Regions from separate parts of the Mus musculus genome. Here region 2 is linked to region 1. A link is a contact called in public HiCAR-type data. All regions are on one chromosome and are shown on one strand. Each heading gives the region's core, a stretch centred on a gene start, on an enhancer-like site or on the middle of the called end of the contact. The rest is flanking DNA. Distances are from core to core; before and after follow the strand shown.

Region 1 (4,373 bases), core at 1,517-4,016:
CTTTTGCCTGCTTCTCTGGGGGGCCTCTTAGATGCTCTGCAGAAGCTGGGACAGTCACATCCTTCAGAGTGTGCCAGTGTGGCTCACATACCATTCACTCCTGCTCTGCAGTAGCCAGGTCTATCCCCAGGATGCTGCACGCAAGTCTCCAGGGGCTAATCAGATGGTTTGTTTTTGAGGGAGTCTCACTATGTAGCCTTAACTGGCCTGGAACTTACTATATAGACAGGCTGACCTCAAACTCAAAGAAATCCACCTGCCTCAGCCTCCTGAGTGCTAGGACTGAAGGTATGCGCCACCATGCTCGACTTTGATGCTTTTTGCTACCATTCTAGGTGACCATCACGGGCAGGCTGTGCCCACAGCATGGCATGGGCAAGTCTGTGTTTGTCATGGAGAGTGGAGACGGCGCCAACCCCACCACAGTCCTGTGTTCTGTGGAGGAGCTGGCCCTGGGTTATTACAGGCAGAGTGGCTTTGACCAAGGTAAGCTGAGCAGTGCTTCCTGCATCCTAGCCGGTCAGTCGGGGAAGAGTGTTGCAGGATGGCTCATCAGTAATGGTGATGCTCTCCTCTCTGACCTCAGTAGCAGCCACAGCTGACTAGAGGTGTGTGAAAAAGAACTGGGTTGGTTGTCAGGGTGTTTGTCTCTTGGTGTTTGGCCGTTATTGTTGTGCAACTGTGCCGGCTGTGTGGATGGTGCTCTGTGATAGGGTGATCGCTGTAAGGAGACTGCCTTTGCTACCAGAGGCTGGCATTGGGGAGAGATGTGAAGGAGGACAGAGAGTTGTCCTGTAAAAGGCTGCCTGGTAATGAAGCTGTCCTTGAGGGCCAGGATGGATGCATCTGAGGGGCATAGATATCTCAGTGGGCACATGGTAAGTTCATAGGTGTGAGGAGCTTGAGAGGAAATCTGCTAGCTTCCAAGAACACAAGTGTCGGAGCTGAGAGCCTGGTGGTCTGTTGCCGGTGGAGAGGAGGGTGCTGAAGGGCCTGCTGGTTTGCCCATTGAGTGTGAATGTCCACTGAGAAACTGCTGTAGCGAGCTGACCAATGCAGAGTCGTGAGATTGCCTACATGCTACTGGCTTCAACAACAGCTGCACAGCCACCACACGGCTTCGACCCTGAGTCCTTTTGCCACGGTGCCCCTCACATCACTTGTCCTCCTGCCATGCTGCCCTTAGGGCTCTGGGGTGCTTCATTACATGATACACACTCAGACCCTCAGCACACCTCCGCATTCCTGACTTGGTTGTTCCTGGGCCTTCTGTGCCAGGCAGGCAAGCTCTTCTTAGAATTCGCTGGCCTGTGTATAGGCGGCTCTTGCAGGGGCCATTGGCCACAGGATGCCTCCTGGGAGTGGGATAGCGAGGCCACAGTGTCGTGGTCCGATGTGCGTGGGCAGAGCTGAGTGTTGGTACAGTCACGCAGAGTGACAGCAGCTCTGGCTTCCCTCGTCAGTGTGAGAGACCTGCTGCATTACAGGCGTGAAGAGGCTTTTGGTTTTAAATAGTGCATTTCTAATGTCAGTTGGCAATTCCTTGAGTTTGTACGTTTCCCGCTACCTGTTTCTCTCCCCGTTTTAGCCTTTCTTCAGAGTTTGTCTCAGAGAGTAGACTTACTGCAAGTAATGCTTTAGAAGTGGAAGCTTGAGCACACGCCCTCTAATTGGAAAAATCAAATGTCCACCCCAGGCCCCTTTGTAAAACGTAGTAATCAGGAAAACATAAGTCAACCCTGGAGGAACGAAATAGAGCGGAAGCTCCCTGTCGGCACCAGAGACAAGGAACGCAGTGGGGTAGGCTGTCAGGGTGGTCTCCCTGGGTAGCCAGCTGGCCAGGAACTCACTCTGTAGCTCAGGCTGACCTCCAACACACAGAGATCCACCTGCCTCTGTTTCCTGAGTGATGGGATTAAAGGCACGTGCCGCCACGCCTGGCTTACTTTATATTTTTAAGGACTGCTTTGTGGTGGACAATACTCATCCTAGTGTTGTGAGATGGTGGCGGTGGCCGAGAGTATGTGCTAGCCACACCCACTCAGCATCTCACATCCTCCTCTTCCCTCTTGCCTCTCCCCCTGGATCTAACCAGCCAGCCCGAGATGTCCACTCATTGTGCTTGCTGAGGAGTTCTCATGGGGACAGCCAAATCCTGTCCTTGTGCAGCGAGCCTGAAAAGCTTAGAGATGTAGGAGGATGGAAATTCCAGGCCCTAGGTGATGTCACAGACATGTCAACTGTCCCAGCTCCTGGCCAGAGGAATTCAGCACAGGAAAATATTTCCAGTTTATCCAGGAGCTTGAAAAACAGCAGGGAATTCTTTTTCCAGAACATAAGATATCTCCACATAAGATGTTTTAAATTTATATTACATTCTAATATATTGGAAAATTGATATGACTTGCTGCTGGGTTCTATTGTAGAGGGATTTATGTAGAGGAAATTTCAAACCCTCCAGGGGAAGCTGTTTCTGAATAGATCAGGAGGATTATTCCAAAAAAATGACTTCAGTCAGAATTCAGAGCATAACAGCGGTCAGGAATGAGTCTGACCTCCGTGTCAGTGATGGAGCGTTATTCACACAGGGATGGAAACCTGGAAGTTAGGTCCAGCTAGCTTTCTTCCCGGCAGGCCAGAGCCTGGTACCTTGATGTGAATGCTCTTGGTAGCTGGAGGGCTTGTTTCAGCCAGGCTGAGCAAGCCCTGTTCACTGCATCCTTTTGTACCATGGAAACAGGCCACAGGGAAGGGAGCCAGAACTAGGAGGGAACAAACAAGGCCCTGCACAGCTCTGGAGTTCAGGATAGAACACAGCCACAGGCTACAGCCACAGCCTCCCGGTTGGCAGGAGGACCAGTGTGCCAGCATTTGACTCCCACGTTGCTTTCTCCCCTGTGCTCCCTGGGAGCTTTGCTGCCAGTGTGAGCATGATAGGAAGGCGGAAAGATGACCACATAGCTGTCTTCCTTTGCTGGGCTGTTTGTGGCTGTGCAGAGACACCCAGCTTAGAGAGAGGAGCTTGATAAAGCAGCACTCGGGGACACAGGTCTGAAGTTTATACCAGGACCTTCCTCTCTCCACACCGTGCTGCTGCCTTGCAGTGGCCTAGGACCCAGCTGTTCAATGAGGATGTCTCCTGGTGATTGTGTCTTCAGCACGAGGAGGCACCAGAACTAGGTGGTCTTTACAGATGACGGTTTCCGTAGAAGCCTTGCATATCAGCAACACCGTAGTAACCTCATCAGGCCAAATTGGCTTTATGAATGGTGAGCCCTGTGAATGGAAAGAGTGTTGGGTAAACCTGAGGCTGCGGGGCTCTCTCAAATGCCTGGCCTTTTGTCATTCCCTCTTCGGGAATCATTTCTTGTAGGTTGCCAGAGGCCTGTGCCAGAGCCTGCTTATTGAGAACCACTGCTCTGTGACCTTCCAATGCCCATTTGAAGTTTTCTCCTTAAATAAAGCTTCTATGTGCAAAGAATATAGTGTGAAGAGCAAGCTGGAAGTAGCATGTCTTTCAGACATTCTAATATCTCAGTTCTTTCCCTGAAAGAGAAAAATTTACATTAGGTCATCATGATATTCTTTTTTATTATTACTATTAGATATTTTCTTTATTTACATTTCAAATGTTATCCCCACTCCTGGTTTCCCCTCTGAAAACCCCCTATCTTCTCCCCTCTCCCCCTGCTCAACAACCCACCCACTCCCACTTCCTGGCCCTGGCATTCCCCTACCCTGGGGCATAGAGCCTTCACAGGACCAAGGGCCTCTCCTCCCATTGATGACCGACTAGGCCATCCTCTGCTGCTTATGCGGCTGGAGCCGTGAGTCCCTCCATGTGTACTCTTTGGTTGGCATCACAATTTTCTTAAACAACCAGATAAAGCAGGTGTTTTTCTCCTCCTGTGGCGCTGCTGTAGGGATTCATGGAGAAGGGTCCACCTTCAGCACCCTGTGTGGCCTCCTGCTGTGGGATATCATCTTCATGGATGGAATACCAGACGTCTTCAGAAATGCCTACCAGGTAACTCCTAACACCATCGTGCCAGGGCCTCTCCTCTGTATGCCTGTGCCTCACGCCTTCCTCTGCACCAGGGTCTCAAGCCAGCAGCAGCCTGGCATTTGGTCATCTTTGGGCTTTACCCTCAGTAGTACTAATTGCATTGGAAAAAAAACCTTTTGTTTTTAAACAGGAACTAGTAGATCTTAACCCCAAGCCTAGTTTCCCTTCAGTATTACATTTGACTCAAGCACCGAGAACCCTGAGCTGGGCACCTGGCCTCATGCCAGCATCCAACCAAGCGCTCTCACACACAGTCCCACCAGCACCGGATGGAGCTCAACCAATTCCACTCAGGGCAAAAACAATC
Region 2 (4,063 bases), core at 227-2,726, 370 kb before region 1:
AACGCAAAATCCTGGGAGCTCCCCGGGCACAGCCATCCTACACTGGGGTCTGATGGAGCAGCCTGGAAGGTGACTAGAGCCATGCGGGACCTGAGTGAGTGGCTAGGACCGGTGTTTAGGAGAAAGGCGTGGTGGAGAGAGGAAACCTAAATTCTCTGCCTCTCACTGAAAGAGGGGAGAGAAGCTGACAATGATGGTACATGAAACATTAACCATTGCATAAACCAAGTATGTAAAGAAACATCGAATGACCCCCCCATAAGACCCTATATGAAACTTAAAAAGACTATGCTACTAACTATGTTAAATGTTATATATGGCTGTCTATATGGGGAAGGCTTCTACAGAGAAGGTAAGAGGGAAGCAGCCGGGACTGAACACCTTTATGCATGCCCTGTGTTGTGTGTTTATCTTAGACCCATGCAAGCACTTTGCAGAGTCATAGTCATACTGACAAAAGCTTGGTGTTTATTGAACTAGATTTTGTTTTTTTAAAAAAAGGAAAAATTTATTTATTTATTTATTTATTTATTTATTTAATGTATTCGAGTGCTCTACTTCCATGTAGACCTGCACTCTTGACAAGAGGGCGCTGGATCCCTTACAGATGGTTGTGAGCCACCATGTGGTTGCTGGGAATTGAACTCAGGACCTCTGGAAGAGCAGTCAGTGCTCTTAACCACTGAGCCATCTCTCCAGCCCCAAATGCTTGTTTCTAAGAATTCAAAAAAAGGGGGGGGGTAAATGAATCTGAATACTCATTTGTGACATAATCAAAAAACTAACTATGTCTCCCAAGCATTACAAAAAGCTGCCACGGGCACAGCATGGATCTAGGATAGGGTGTTATGGGAAGGGAGGAACTATAGGTCCCAGAGCCTCCCCGGGCATGGAGATGGTTCCTTCCCCCACTTGAGGCCATTTGGTGGTCCATTGCTGCTGGGCTGTGCTGGAAAGACAAGAATAAAAGCCAGGAACTCCTCACTGAGCCTCTGGGCTGCATCCTTGGCAACATCGATACTGCTGTCTCTGGAACTGGAGCGTGAGTAGCAGAGTTAAGACAAAAGCATAACCCCAATCCCATTGAGAATTGGAACCTGGGACAAAGGAACAAGAAAGCTCAAGTGCAAGGACTCCGAAGCCCCAGGAAAAATGTCCCTGTGAATCATTATGCAGTGCAACTTTGAAAATATAGCATACTAGTTATTGTTTATTGAGTATAATTGCATAAAAATTACCCCCGAATTTAGTGGCTTAAAACATCAAACACTTATTATCTTGGGACTCCAGCTATGGCTCAGCTGGGGCCTCTGGCTCAGAATCTCCATGGAGGCTGTAGTCAAGGTAATTGTGAAGCCTGTTACGATCTTAGGGCTGAACAAGAAAAACCAATTCCAACTTCCCTGCCAGGGCTGTTGGCAGAGACTTAGGTCCCTTGCCTGCTGGCCTCTCTGGAGGGCAGCTGAGGACCATAGCACAGCAGCTTGGCTCCCTTACAGAACAAGCAAGAGGGAGAGAAGCACAAACTGCTCTGTCTATAACCTAATCTTGGAAGCAACATCCTATTCAACTCTTTTACCAGCTCATGGTCAGGGTGAGGGGTATGCATGGCAGTAAGTATCAGGAATTGGGGTTGCTGTGAGCTTTGTGCCACATACCACATGTGACTACTTCCTAAGCTCTGCAGCAAGGAGCCTCAACCTCACCCAGATTTTAGTCTCTAAGCAGTACTTCACCTTGTTCCACGATAAAATAAATAATTGACTTCACTCCCAGGACAAAATAAATAAATTATGTCAGACTATTGGAACACACTAAGGCTGCCACGAGAAGACTTAGGAACTAACCTCCAAAGGCCAGTTGATTAGAGGTATGGAGGCATCTATAAGCAAGATGTCTTCAGGGCCACTTCATCAGGCTGTGACCCAAGGATGCCCAGTGATAGTCCCTAAGCCCACTGTTTATACTTTTACAGGTTGGTGGGGAAACCCACTCTATTAAACATTGCTAAAGTGAAGGATTCAAGACTTTGCCAGCTTTTCTTGTGTGCACTATAATCAGGATAACCAAATGCCTGACATGGAGAAGTTTGTCCATATAGAAGTTCACAGAACCAACAGCCAGGAAAGGATGCTATCACAGTAACCAGTAAATGGATCTAGACAATGATCATTGATTGTCACTAAAATCATCAAAAGAGAGATAACCAGGTTCTGTGAGCTTCCTAATAAAAGATGATATTTATGAAGTTCTACCCACACAATCAGACTGATTATGACTGCTCCATATCTAAACCCTGACCATTTTCCTGGGCATAGACAGAGGACCATGCAGACAATGCCATCGGGAAGCAACCATACTAGCCTAGGGTGCAAAAAGTGCCATCAGGTGAACGATGCAGATTTATACTGTGTGTCAACAAGACTGCTATGAAAAAGAAACCAGTCATGGCCAGCTTTAATTTTCAGCATGATGCGTCCTCTGAACCAGCCTCCCTGGAGGAACTGTCTAGATCAGATGTGGGCATGTCTGTGGGGGCTTGTCTTGATTGCTAATCGAAGGAGCAGAACACAGCTCATTATGGGCGGCACTTTCCCTAACACTGATGCTGGGTTATATAAGAAAGCTGGGTAAACACATAGTCTTTGAGCAAGCCAACAAGCAGCAGTCCCTCCATGGCTTCTGATTCAAGCTCCTGCTCAAGTCCCTGCTCTGACTTCCCTCAGTGATGAACCATCACCGGCAAATGTAAATCAAATACACCTTGTCTCTCCAAAGTTGGCTTTGGTCATAGTGTTTTCCTCACAGCTACAGAAAGAAAATTAGAGGGGAAAAAGATTAGTGCAGGATCTATAAGAGATAGAAGAGGATTATAAAATCTATCAACCAGGCTCAGTAGGGAAGCTTGTTTAGATTTCTATTCAGAGGGACACCATGCATGGGCAAAAGCAAACACTAGCTGGCACCAATGACACAGAAAAGATTGCTAGCTTTATTTTAGTTGTGGCAATGGCATTGAAGTTATTTTTAGTAGAGTTCCTATATTTTAAAGATACATAATTGAAATACTTAAAGGAAAAATGGAATTGCTTTAGAGATCAGAGGAGAAAGCAGATAGAGGCTAAGCACCACAAGTCGTAAAGAGGTGGTGACTGTGAGTCTGACGCCGGCGACCGTGTAGGGTGAGGGGGGTGGTTCTGTTGCTAATTTCTCTATGTATGAAAATTTTATGATAAAGAAAAAGGATGGGTCTCTCAAAAGGGTGGTGCTTTATCTTTAATAGTGGCATTTCCCACTATTATGCAACACTGTTCCTTATTTTCTACCCAATTCATTGAGACAAGAAGAAAAAGAGACAGGAAACAGAAAAGGAGGATGGAAAACATTCTAATTTGCAGATGGTAAGATTCTATGCCAGGAAGAAGCCAAGAAAACAAATAAGAATGTATTTTGGGCTGAAAGAAAAAAAAAAGAAATCTAAGAAAATTGACTGAACCAATGGTTTAGAATTTAATATAAAAAATCAATAACTTTCTTTGTACTTACAAACAAGTCAGAAAAATGGAATGAAGCAAAAGATAACATTTATCAAAACAATATGTGGGATAAAATACCAAAGAATAAACAAAGGGGATATGTGTCAGAGTTTATGAACAAGCTTTAAAGATAAACCTGTTTGACCTCATGGGGCCAGAAAGCCTCTTTGGGCTGGGAGATGGATATCTATCTGTAGAACTGTTGCTCTCCTTCTAACTAGATAAATTTAATGCACACCAAATAAAGATGTCAAGAGAAATGCGTGTGTGTGTAACTAAACAAGCTGATCCTATCTATCTATCTATCTATCTATCTATCTATCTATATGGGTGGGGGTGTACACATACACAAACACACAGACACACACAGCCATACAAAGTCTCCAGGGAAGGTCTGAAAAATGGGGACAGGAACATACTATACCATGCTGTAAAATGCACATAAATCCTATGTGTAAAGCAGCCTCAGTTGGAACCTAGTGAGCCATCCCTGCATAGACTCAGAGCCAGAAACACAGCAAAGGCAG

The links. HiCAR-type assays count read pairs that join an accessible place to other places.
Region 2: a HiCAR-type map of astrocytes shows a contact between it and region 1, with 8 times the contacts expected there. The contact joins two enhancer-like sites. A contact is called at or near these places in 9 of 484 Hi-C or Micro-C datasets (the Ba/F3 cell line, the P5424 cell line, bone marrow-derived macrophages and 5 more), 5 of 115 datasets of contacts at active chromatin or transcription factors (astrocytes, embryonic stem cells, neural progenitor cells and 1 more) and 2 of 9 other capture datasets (embryonic stem cells and pancreatic islet).

Annotation. Positions count from the first base shown.
Region 1 is chr7:64,349,689-64,354,061 of GRCm38.p6, reverse strand. Fan1 (FANCD2/FANCI-associated nuclease 1) reads left to right here. Exons shown (of 14, transcript NM_177893.4): 10 at 336-486; 11 at 3,924-4,027. Among named protein-coding and RNA genes, the nearest start is that of Fan1, 22 kb to the left of the region's middle. Within about 2 kb of position 2,766, at least 60 of the 459 cell types and tissues checked have an H3K27ac peak or open chromatin away from gene starts, as enhancers often do. A contact at or near this core is called in astrocytes, cerebral cortex and neural progenitor cells, where this site is marked.
Region 2 is chr7:64,723,509-64,727,571 of GRCm38.p6, reverse strand. The region is part of intron 6 of Apba2 (amyloid beta (A4) precursor protein-binding, family A, member 2); the gene reads right to left. Among named protein-coding and RNA genes, the nearest start is that of Nsmce3, 150 kb to the left of the region's middle. Within about 2 kb of position 1,476, at least 33 of the 459 cell types and tissues checked have an H3K27ac peak or open chromatin away from gene starts, as enhancers often do. A contact at or near this core is called in astrocytes, cerebral cortex and neural progenitor cells, where this site is marked.